3 separate regions of the Zea mays genome follow, and regions 1 and 3 are each linked to region 2. Evidence: chromatin contacts called from public Hi-C data. All regions are on one chromosome and are shown on one strand. The core of a region is the stretch at or near the end of the contact, and the rest is flanking DNA. Distances in the headings are between cores, read along the strand shown. Region 1 overlaps LOC100193937. Region 2 holds the start of LOC100502383. Region 3 holds the start of LOC100216809 (putative glycosyl transferase family protein).

Region 1 (3,283 bases), core at 335-2,834, 190 kb after region 2:
TTATTTATTCCATGCGAAAGTAAACCGGTTAGCCATGAAAATAGGGTAAAAAGATAATAAAAAGTCGGCCATGTTGGCAAAAAAAAATCTAAAACTTTGAGGACAACACTGCCAATGCACTCTGAGCCCAATGGTCAAAATCAATTGTCACTAATCTTTGGAGTGCTAGATTTAGATGGTATTAGAGTTGAGAGTTAAAACGGTCAGATTCAGACAAAAGGATCCGTTCTTTGAATTATTTCAATAAAAAATAGAATTATTTCAATAAAAAGACTTAGTTCTTTCTCTCTCTTGGAAGACATGATCCGTTCTTTGAATCTGCCTGAAACCATGCCTGGTGTTAATCTTTTACAAGATCTAGCAGGGAGTCTAGATTAGGACCAAGATTGACCCTATACGAACTATCAAGATTTTTGTACAAGATCTTGGAGCTATTTGTTTTCGACGACCAATAAACATAGAACTGATTGAAGTGACTCAGCTAGTACCTGTGTAGCATAATCTCTAGCTGACCATCCTGAATACTTGATGCTCCAACAGCACGGTCCACAAGTACTGACAGCTCATATTTTCCATCGGCTACATACACGCCTAGATTGACCTGAAAAGTTAGTGTGCAAGAAATATACTGAAGTCGTAATCTAATAAGAAAAGTATAATTCTATATTCATATTTCCAGTCAATCCCATTTTCATTTTGGATATATTGTTGCATGATACAAAAATACTTCTTCACATGGAAAAAATACAGATAGCATGCTGTAAACTGAAATTCCATCATCGTTTCTAACAACCGGAATATTATTCACTTAGAAAAATGTGAGTACTTTGATTACCGGGTAGTAATTTCCTGCAACTGGTTCTGTCACTTCAAGATCCCAATCTTCCCTATAGTTTCTAACCTGCAAATGAAATTCAATCTGAATGCCTATGTAAAAAGAGACTATGCAGACTTATAAAACTCTAGCATACTCAATTCACAAAAGGTTCATAGTTTTAAAAGAAAGTTGACCCATGGGCGAAAGTCGACCCCCACAGAATTACACTAAGGGCTAGTTTGAAAGTAAGGGAGACAAACTTAGTGAGATATTGTTTGGGTACTCTAGTATTTATCCCGATCCACATGTATTGAGGTCGTTTGGAGTGTAAATTATGGTGAATACTAAAATACCAAAACAAAGCATGAGGGAAAATCTCCCATAAATTAGTGAGGGCTGGTTTGATGACAAGAGATTTGTAGGGTCCATGGGGGAGGAAGTCACTTGCTATTCAATTTTGAATAGTAAAGGAATTCATTTCCCATAGATCCCTTCCAAATCTCTTGCCACCAAACCAGCCCTAAATGTCTTATTCTAATGACATCCCCTTCCTCCCAGGAGTCTCGACGCTACCGCAAGGGCCCACGGTTGTCCCCGTGTCGTTCTCACATCCGGAGCGATCGCCCGTTTCAAGAGTATCGACTTCGTCATCAGCCCGGCCTTCTCTACCTGAGGACCCGGACGTCGTTGCAGAAGCACTCGGCGGCCTCAGCCTGAACCCACGTGAGCAAGGTGCCGGGCCATGATCTTCCTTGCCCTCTGAGGCTGGCGAGATAAGGCGACAGATCGCAGTCCAAATGGGGCCCAACCCCTCGTATGACGATCTGTGGGCACTCTTCTCAGCCTACGCAGAACTTTCCGCAGGGTACGACAAGGGAAGGTCGCCTCGCCACGACGGCTCTGGCGGCATCCCACACATGTTTCCACCTCGCCTGCGCCACACACCTGGGATGATTGTAGCCATCGTCGCCTGAGGCCACCTCCGCACCACCGATGACATGGAGTTCGTCGGGATGGTCAAGGGTGCAGGCATCCTCATTTTTGATGCCATGTGCTCAGACTCAGCTAGGCTTGGACCCTAGCCCCCCGATGAGCAGCGAGGGTGGACCTCCCAACGACGGGGAGAATGAAGGACGTCTGACCCTCGCGACCCTTGTCCTCCCGGTGGGACAAGCGACGTTTGTAGCGCCAGCAAGCTAGGGTGCTACACAAGGCATGAGCCCGAGGAATCGCCAAGCTTGATGTATCCATCATAAACCCCTCGTAGTTCTCGGCAGGAATGGGTTCACATCCCACTTTAATTCATTTGTGTTTGTTAATGAAAACTGATTCCAAGACCGTTCCTGGTATCGGGCATAAAAAAGGGGGAGGACCCCAGGATAGACCTGGCTCAATCTCTCTCTCCCTTTCCTTTTTTCGCCTCCTCTCTATAACTCACAGGATAGGCGGTGCGACGTTCAGGACAACGGAGGAGAGAGGCGGATAACAGACGAGTCAATAGAGTGGAGTGCGGGAACCCCCACCAATAAACCAATTACGTTGCCTTTCTCTTCCAATCGTTCCAAACTTTCTTATTTTCTGTTGAAAGGGTGCCCAGCGAAACGTGTCACCGCATCGTGTCTCCCTCCTACAGGACCCTCGACAGGAAGGGGGCCTAGGACAACGTAACCTGGTACCCCCAAAAGGAAGGGAGACATGCGGGTCAACCTAGCTCTCATCCTTGTTAGATTGGATCTAAGATACGGGTGATGCGAATGGAGGGGTCCACTGAGGAAGCTAGTTGAGACTGCGAACGCTTACGCCTCGAAGGCTACGGTGATGGTCGCCAGCGAAAAAATCTTGGGCCCTAAAGTCGTAGGTACCTGCTCCGATTGGACGGACTCTAACAAGAATGGAACAGGAAAAGGAGCGCAAAACCCTAACAACAATCGTTAATTGATTCTCCTTACAAATTTTGTGGGAAAATCAATCCTTGATTATTTCTTATTAGGAAATGCGAAATATGACTCTTTGCTAAGCGTCGGGCGAGGTGTTTAGCCTATGCTCCCAGGTCCTTAGGTCTCGTTGTCTCACCATCCGTTAGTATGACCGAGGCATTCTTGATCCTGCTTGATCAAGTCATCGAGACAAGGTCCGATCGCGACTAGGGCATGGTGAACCCTGAGCCGGAATGCGTCGGCCTCCAATTCCCGAATGCGGCCAACAATGAGCGTCATAAGGGAGGTTGGGGCGGATGAATCCCCCGATCGCGGAATCCCGAGATGATCACGTACAAGATCAATGGCCGCACACAGACTGGAGTCCTCGACGTCAAGAGCCCACAGACGATCCTCCACGCGCAAAAGCTCTCCTAGCACCTCTGCTAGCGAAACAAAAAATCCCATATGGATCGCCGAATCTCGAAAAGTCAGGAAAGCGAAAGAGCAAAGTACACGAATCTTACCCTCTGCTAAAGGCCTCGACGAA
Region 2 (3,615 bases), core at 391-2,890:
AGTCATAAACATTACTTGTCACTTGATATCATGTTAAAAATATTTTCTAATATTTTGTCGTACAAAGTCATCGATTATACCATCAATCTCTTCCATTAACTTTTTATCGATACATAGAATCGTCAAACCATTTAACATCCAATGAGTCATTATTGACCTCAAATAGTTGCTCAATAATTTCAATTTTAAAAAGCTTCTCTCCACTAATGCAATCATCATGTGTCCAGTAATTAATAATCGATAAATATTTGAGGCATTAGTTTAACAATCTAAAATCTAAACAAAATAGAACAATAGCACATCTATCTCTGTGTATTTGTTTCTAGAGTAGATATGTTTCAAAAAAAAATACTAACGTCCAAGGGATCCATTCCGCACCCCCTCCGCTCCGCCTCATGACGGCCCTAGAGGAAGTCCGTACTTAAACAAGAGTAGGGCTCCATTTCATTATCACGACTACATCTAGAAAAAGAGAGAGAAAACAGTCATCTTTTGCAAATTATTTATGTAGCAGTGATACTTGAGTCGACTCCTACAACCACAAATTATTAAATGACAAAGCATAATGTATGTATTTTGTCACCGACACATAATGAAGCGTACAACTTATCTTAATCTTGAATTCTTGATACAAGCCAATAAAAACAGACTTCCCATCAAGAAGTTAACTTTGGATATGTGATGCAAACGACCATATAAATTAGGTTCACTTTCACATCACAGCCATATATAAGACGAAATAAAAAAGGGACTGTAAAGAAAATAAGGGAGTAATTAAATAGCCGCCCTTCTTTTATGAAAGAAAAAGAATAATGCCTTGTAGCATTTTTCTTCCGATCCATCCAAAGAAAAAGTCTTGGAGAAAGGAAGACGACTGGCGGTGCTGGATACCGTCGCCGGTACGGGGGTTGGCTCGCCGCACTGTGCAGTGGTTACACAGTACAGGATGGCACGGCCTTGGCTGCGGCAGCCGCAGCTCTGACAAGTGAGAAGGTGGGCAGCGGTAGGCTGCTTGGCGGCGGAGCGAGCGCGAGCGCGTGCTTGAGGTCCTCGACGAACCCCATGGTCACCTGGCGCTCAAGGTCGTCCAGCGCCTCGTGCACCGCGGGCGCGGGCGGCAGCGGCGTGGCACGCTCCAGCGGCTTCCTGCGCTGCGCGCTCGGAGGCTCTTCCCCCAGCCTCGGCGTCCGCGGCGGCTTCTTCCTCTTGCACTCTCTCGGCCCCGTCCTCCTCTGCGCCGCCTGCTTCATCCCTTTAGCAGCAGCTGCCGGCGGGAGCGGGAGGAGAGGCGGGTGGCGGCGAGGATTCAGCGGTGGGAGGGAGAGCGAAGAGTGCAGGTACGCCGCGTACTGGAACGGAGGCAGCGGCGAAACGTATGGTAAGGAACTGTAGATACCGCGAGCGTCAGGCTGCAGCACGCTCATGGTGGCGAGGCTCTGGAACTCGTCGCCGGCCGCCCAGCGCCGGAACTCAAAGCCGCTGGCTGATCGGTCGATGAGGACGTTGTCCGCCATCTCAACGCTAGACAGAATATTGGCTGCCTGAGCCGAGGATTAGTGCAGAAAGAGGGCGAAGAGAGCGAGCAGAGGCAGCAGGCTGAGGTGCCAAGCCGCTTGGCTTCTCGCTAGTCGCTCCTATCCGGGCGAGGGCTATCTCGGAGGTGACGCCGCGCTGGCTCTTAATATAATGAAACTCCTTGGCGTGGTTGACTTGAAAGTCGACGACTTGAGTTTGTTATTAGCAAGTGCTTTAGGCATGCTAATTTTTTAACCACACACACCTCTTAATAAATTTTACAGTACCTTGTTATCCGTGACATCATCTAAATATTTTCCAAAAACGTTATATAAAGAATATACTATCCATGACACCGTTTCATTATTTTGTTTTGTTCAGCTAGATGCTGGGTTGGTTTTAATCCGTACCAGATTTTAATACTTCTATAATATTTTTATTTTTATAAATTATAGTGGTACCGGTCAAAATAATCAACTTTAATGCGAGGAAGGTCTTACTCCGTCCACGTGACTCTGCCAGATCTTTCGAAAGCGAAATCTTGCCGAATATACACACGCGTATAGTATACCCGTACAGCTACAGCCTACGGCATGTAAATATCAACGCCTAGGAAACCTCTAGGGGCTTCCATGCAAACCAAAGCAGCCTCTGCAACCAACTTGCACGCTTGGGTAGAAAAACAAACCCACCGACCAGTACGGCGTGCCAGCTACGGATCCAACCGCCCATGAAAGGCAGCCATCCTACGACAGCGACGGGTCCATCTACCTCGTCTTCACTGACCGTCGGTCCCATCGTCCGTCGGTCCCACATGTAATTGAAGAAGACAGTTGTGAGCCACAGACTCTCGCGTGTGGCTGTGGGTGTTCCCGGCAGTGGCGGGAATCGCGCGGGCATGTGCGGCCGAGACGACTAACCGTCAAATCGATGCCTGCCGTCGGATGAGGATCTCGGGCGGTGGTGCTTACGCCGATCTGACCGCCCATCCTGTGCTGCCTGCCACGCCATCGCCGCCTCCGCTGAGAACTTGACTGTACATGTCATAGCTGTAAAGCCCAAAATCTGTGTAAAAAACAATAACAAAATAAATAAATAAGTAGTAAAACAATGAATTTTCGAATATGTCTTTAATCGGATCATACATTTAAAAGAGTGTTATCTTAATATAAATTATTTGTGTGTGTGCATGAACTAAATTGAATCTTGGTGAAAGGTATGTGTTAAGTTCTTTCAAAACTAAATGATTGATGAATATTCATTTTTTGAAGAAACTTACAATTTTATCACACAGTGAAAATACCATTTTCTATAAAGAGTAATATATAGTGCATACTTGAAACATTGCCTAATAAATTAATAAAGTAATTAATAAATACAATTAAAATATTAGCATCACATGCTAGGCGTCTGTTTGTGCATTTAAGTTTGAAGTTTGAATTTAAATAACAAGTTGAAAACTGAAATACAAAAGAAAATAGAAAATATTAAACAAAAAAGGATTACTTCTTGGCTCTCACGCTAAAACCCACACTGGCGGTCCAACTCCATGCCGCCTCGGCCCACTGAGTGCGCACCCCTGGCCCAATGAGCACCTCGCACCAGCCGCCCACAACATGCACTGGCAGGCGGGTCCCACCCGCAGTCTCACGTATGTTGCCACTGTCACTGTCTAATCTGGGGCATCCATATCTTATCGCGCGGCCAGAAACAGCCATAACCCTTCGGCCTCGGTAAATTGCAGATAAGCCCTTAGCCTTCTATAAAACTAACCGGTAGTCCACACGCGTGGAGAAATAATTAAAACTAGGTCCTGGAATTTATGGTTTGGACCCCAAACTCCCTAGATTTTGTGTCCGCAGTCTATAGGTTATCCAGAAATAATAAAATAATTCGAAAAAAGGATTTTTAGAATAAAAATAATTCCAAAAACTTGTATAATTCATATTTAATTCATTTTAACTCCAAATTGATCCATTCCAGTGACATTAATTTTGTTTTAATGTTGTTTATCACCTAGAAACTCTGTTTGGCCATGAAACTTAGATTAAAATTATTCACTTGAATTCAGTCTATACTAAGCACCCGAAACTTCAGAAA
Region 3 (3,393 bases), core at 204-2,703, 250 kb before region 2:
TTCCCAAGTGCCAAAGTTGATACTAATGTGATTATAACATCTACTATTTACAATATTATCATTTATTTTCCTTGTCATTTATTTATGGGAGGAATAAATGGTTCCATTAAAATTCCCTTTCTCCTTTTCTATTCTATGTTTTCACTTAAAATTTTGGGGTCAAATTCAAGTTATATTTTCAATAAAGTGCCTTTCACAAAATTATAAGCAAGAGATGCATTTTCTTCATTATTTATTTATTGGTTGTTTAACTAGTTTATTATTAATTGATTATGAATAGGAAGGGTCCTAATAACTTCTTAAAGGGGTTTTCAAGAATTTTAAAATCGCTATCATAAATATATTTATTTATTTTATTATTATTTTTTTCTTCTACCAATTTTTGGCCTCACAGTCCGCCGGCCCCAAAACGACCCTAGAATCTTACCCTCACGAGATCTCTCTCGGGGCAAAATCCACTTCACTCAAGATTTCTTCCTCGACCTATTTTCTTAATCCCTAGGCGATTCTACTCTGTCTGGAAATGTCCCGGGTGACATGCCGACCGGAACACCATAAGATCTCTCCTTCCCGACGTGGTCCCTTGGACGAGATCTATGTCCTGCAAGGAAGGAGAACTCTCTGTGCTATCGCGGACCGCCCGAAGTGACGCAGAGAGGAGACGCTCCTACAACAAAATCGAACATCGTGAGGCCAGAACCGTGGACCGGCCGTGCCGCCGTAGAGAGCACATTTCGGTAGGACCCAAATCGGAGCAAACACTACATTCAAACTCTACCCTACAAACAGTACATTTATAGTGCAAAACAATGTTTTAGACGATATGAGCCCGGTTTGTTTTAGTTTTTTCAGCTTTTGGTCACCAAAAGCTGTTGCAGACTGCTAAACGCCCAGTTTCTCAACCTGCTTCTATGAGAATCACTTCAGTCAAATCTTTTTAAAATCAACTTGAACATAGAATCGACCGAATCATTATAATAGAAAACCACCACTTTTCACATACTAAACCTTATATACCTTTTTTATTTTCTTTCATACGTAATCTACACGATATTCAATTTTCTTTACAGCTAAATTCTTTCTACAACCAGATTTTTAAAAAAGCTCCTTATAAACCATGAACCGCTGGATATGGTTTTGGAGATAAAAACTGTTCGGTTGCCGAGCAAATTTCTCACGCGTCATGGTAAGAGTCCAGTCGGTCACCTCCGCGTCGACCGCAGCGCGGCCCGCGGGCAGATCATGTTACGTTACCGCGTGCGCTGCCTAGGACCCCACCCCACCACCAAAAACCACGCGCCGCGGCGGCGGCAGCGCCAGTGAGATAATAGACACAGGAGTGCTGGAAGCATTTCACCCTGCCTCCGCGAATCAACACCCCACCGGCCACCCTCTCGACTCGCTTCAGGGGCCAAGCCAGTGTCGCTTTTGAATCCGCCTCCGTTCGGTTTTCCCCAAAACGCCTTCCTTCCACTACTGCTTGGCATCCTTGGATTCGTAGGCAGTCAGATCACGCGGCGCGCCTCCCCTGGTGACTGACCTAGGGCTCGCCGCGAGCGCGCGGCGATGGCGTCGTCCACGTCCAGGCGCCGGAGGGGTGGGGGCCTCGAGCGGGTGGCGGACAACTGGGAGCGCCTCGTGCGGGCCGCGCTCAAGCGGGACCGGGACCACCTCCGCGTGGGGGGAGCCCCGGCTGCCGTGGGAGGGCAGAGGCTTGCCGACGCCGTGCCGGCCTCGCTGGGTCGGACCACCAACATAGAGCAGATCCTGCAGGCCGCCGACGACATCGAGGTCGAGGACCCCAACGTCGCGCGGATCCGTGAGTCCCTTCCTCCCACGTATCTCGCCTAGTTAACAACAGTGCAATTCATGGATGGAGCTGACTGCTGATTTGTTTGGGGTAGCTTTGGATGGGGGTTTTGGAGTCCTCGGTTTGGGGGATTATCTCTTGTTATCCTGCTGTGATTGCCCATTACTGCCTGCAGTGCGTGCTACTGAGTACTGAGGATGTCCTCAGTGTTGGACTCCAACCTCGGGGGGGGGGGGGGGGGGGGGGGTCATGTGCTATTTGCTAATGCTATGTACGAGCGCCCATACTTACACTACCTAAGATTTAGGGTTTTTCTGGCTTGTGGTTTGGTTCGATTCGTGTGATGGGAAACACAACAGTCCTTGACATACGCCCTGTTTGGTTTGCCTTATGCCTACCACCTGGCACGGTGTCATACTCGGTGGGAGAACAGCTATACATAGAACAGAGTGCCCAGTTATTTGTCGTGGTGGTTGGGAGGGAGGCAGTAGTGAGAATCATGATCACCGCAGACCACTTGCGCGCTTTTCATCGATTCCTGTGGCCAGCGATCCACATTCCGATTACAAGCGGAACCCAACAGAGCCTTACTTTATTACAGTTGGCACTTTGGTGTTCTCTTAAGTCACTCCTTTTCGTCTTGCACCACAGTTTGTGAACAAGCGTACACGATGGCCCAGAATCTGGATCCCAGCAGTGAAGGTAGAGGGGTTCTTCAGTTCAAGACAGGTTTGGCATCTGTAATTAAGGTATGCTTACTTTCACTGTAAACATGACTGGGTACACTTGTTACTTTAGTTTCTGCTCATTCTTCTTCTCAGTGATTATTTCTAAATTTCCCATGTTCTAATCATGGTATTCCGCAGCAAAAACTTGCTAAGAAGGATGGGGCTCCGATAGACCGACAGAATGACGTTCAAGTCCTGTGGAACTTTTATCTTGAATACAAGAGTCGTTGTCGGGTTGATGATATGCAACGTGAGCAGGAGAGACTGAGAGAGTCAGGAACCTTTAGTACAGAGTATGACCTCTCTCCCGTTTAAAAAAATCATGATGTATTTTGTTTTTTTGGGTTCTGGGAGGGTCTCGACATTCTCTGTGACTCTGATCAGCTTTTGCCTGATAAAATTTATAGCTCTAGGTTAGTATACTATTACTGAAAGTGAGGAATCCTTGTATTTCTGGTTAGTCATCACCAACCATTAATTTGATATATTCTAAATAGTATTTTTCAAGCTCACCTTGCTTCAGAAGGTTTTGCCTGCATATGTTTTGTTTACTGGATGTGCCCAGAAACAACATTTGTGTCATCAGTCTCTATATAATGTAATGAACTTATGGTGATCCTAGAATTGACAGGGATAGATACATGACACTGTTTTTTTTGCTTGTTTATTCTCCGTGAATTCATTTTCATGCGCACACAGTAGTTCATTTGCCTTCTTATTGTTGAACAACGAAGCTATGTGGTGCTACTATATTATATACCACATCTTTTAGAACTTTTGCGCTCTTTGGATTTTCCATCAACAAGAAATGGGATTGGGTGATCTTCTGTTCTACTAGAGTGGAATGTAATTTGT

Evidence for each region. Hi-C and Micro-C count contacts between places; a contact is called where the count stands out from the background.
Region 1: a contact with region 2 is called in a Hi-C map of ear, with 2.4 times the contacts expected there. The contact joins the enhancer-like site here to the promoter of LOC100502383 in region 2. A contact is called at or near these places in 3 of 25 Hi-C or Micro-C datasets (ear, leaf and tassel).
Region 3: a contact with region 2 is called in a Hi-C map of ear, with 3 times the contacts expected there. The contact joins the promoter of LOC100216809 here to the promoter of LOC100502383 in region 2. A contact is called at or near these places in 2 of 25 Hi-C or Micro-C datasets (ear and leaf).

What each region holds. Positions count from the first base shown.
Region 1 is chr1:118,130,312-118,133,594 of Zm-B73-REFERENCE-NAM-5.0, forward strand. LOC100193937 reads right to left here. Exons shown (of 28, transcript NM_001359353.1): 21 at 836-901; 22 at 489-601. Among protein-coding and RNA genes, the nearest start is that of LOC100193937, 47 kb to the right of the region's middle. Within about 2 kb of position 1,585, at least 7 of the 20 cell types and tissues checked have an H3K27ac peak or open chromatin away from gene starts, as enhancers often do. A contact at or near this core is called in ear, where this site is marked.
Region 2 is chr1:117,935,492-117,939,106 of Zm-B73-REFERENCE-NAM-5.0, forward strand. LOC100502383 reads right to left here and starts at 1,641. Exons shown (of 1, transcript NM_001196861.1): 1 at 551-1,641. The coding sequence starts at 1,514. The coding sequence ends at 933.
Region 3 is chr1:117,681,531-117,684,923 of Zm-B73-REFERENCE-NAM-5.0, forward strand. It overlaps LOC100216809 (putative glycosyl transferase family protein), which reads left to right and starts at 1,454. Exons shown (of 51, transcript NM_001348664.1): 1 at 1,454-1,819; 2 at 2,462-2,559; 3 at 2,677-2,831. The coding sequence starts at 1,567. LOC103644874 reads left to right here. Exons shown (of 4, transcript XM_008668027.2): 4 at 1,092-1,323. The coding sequence ends at 1,323.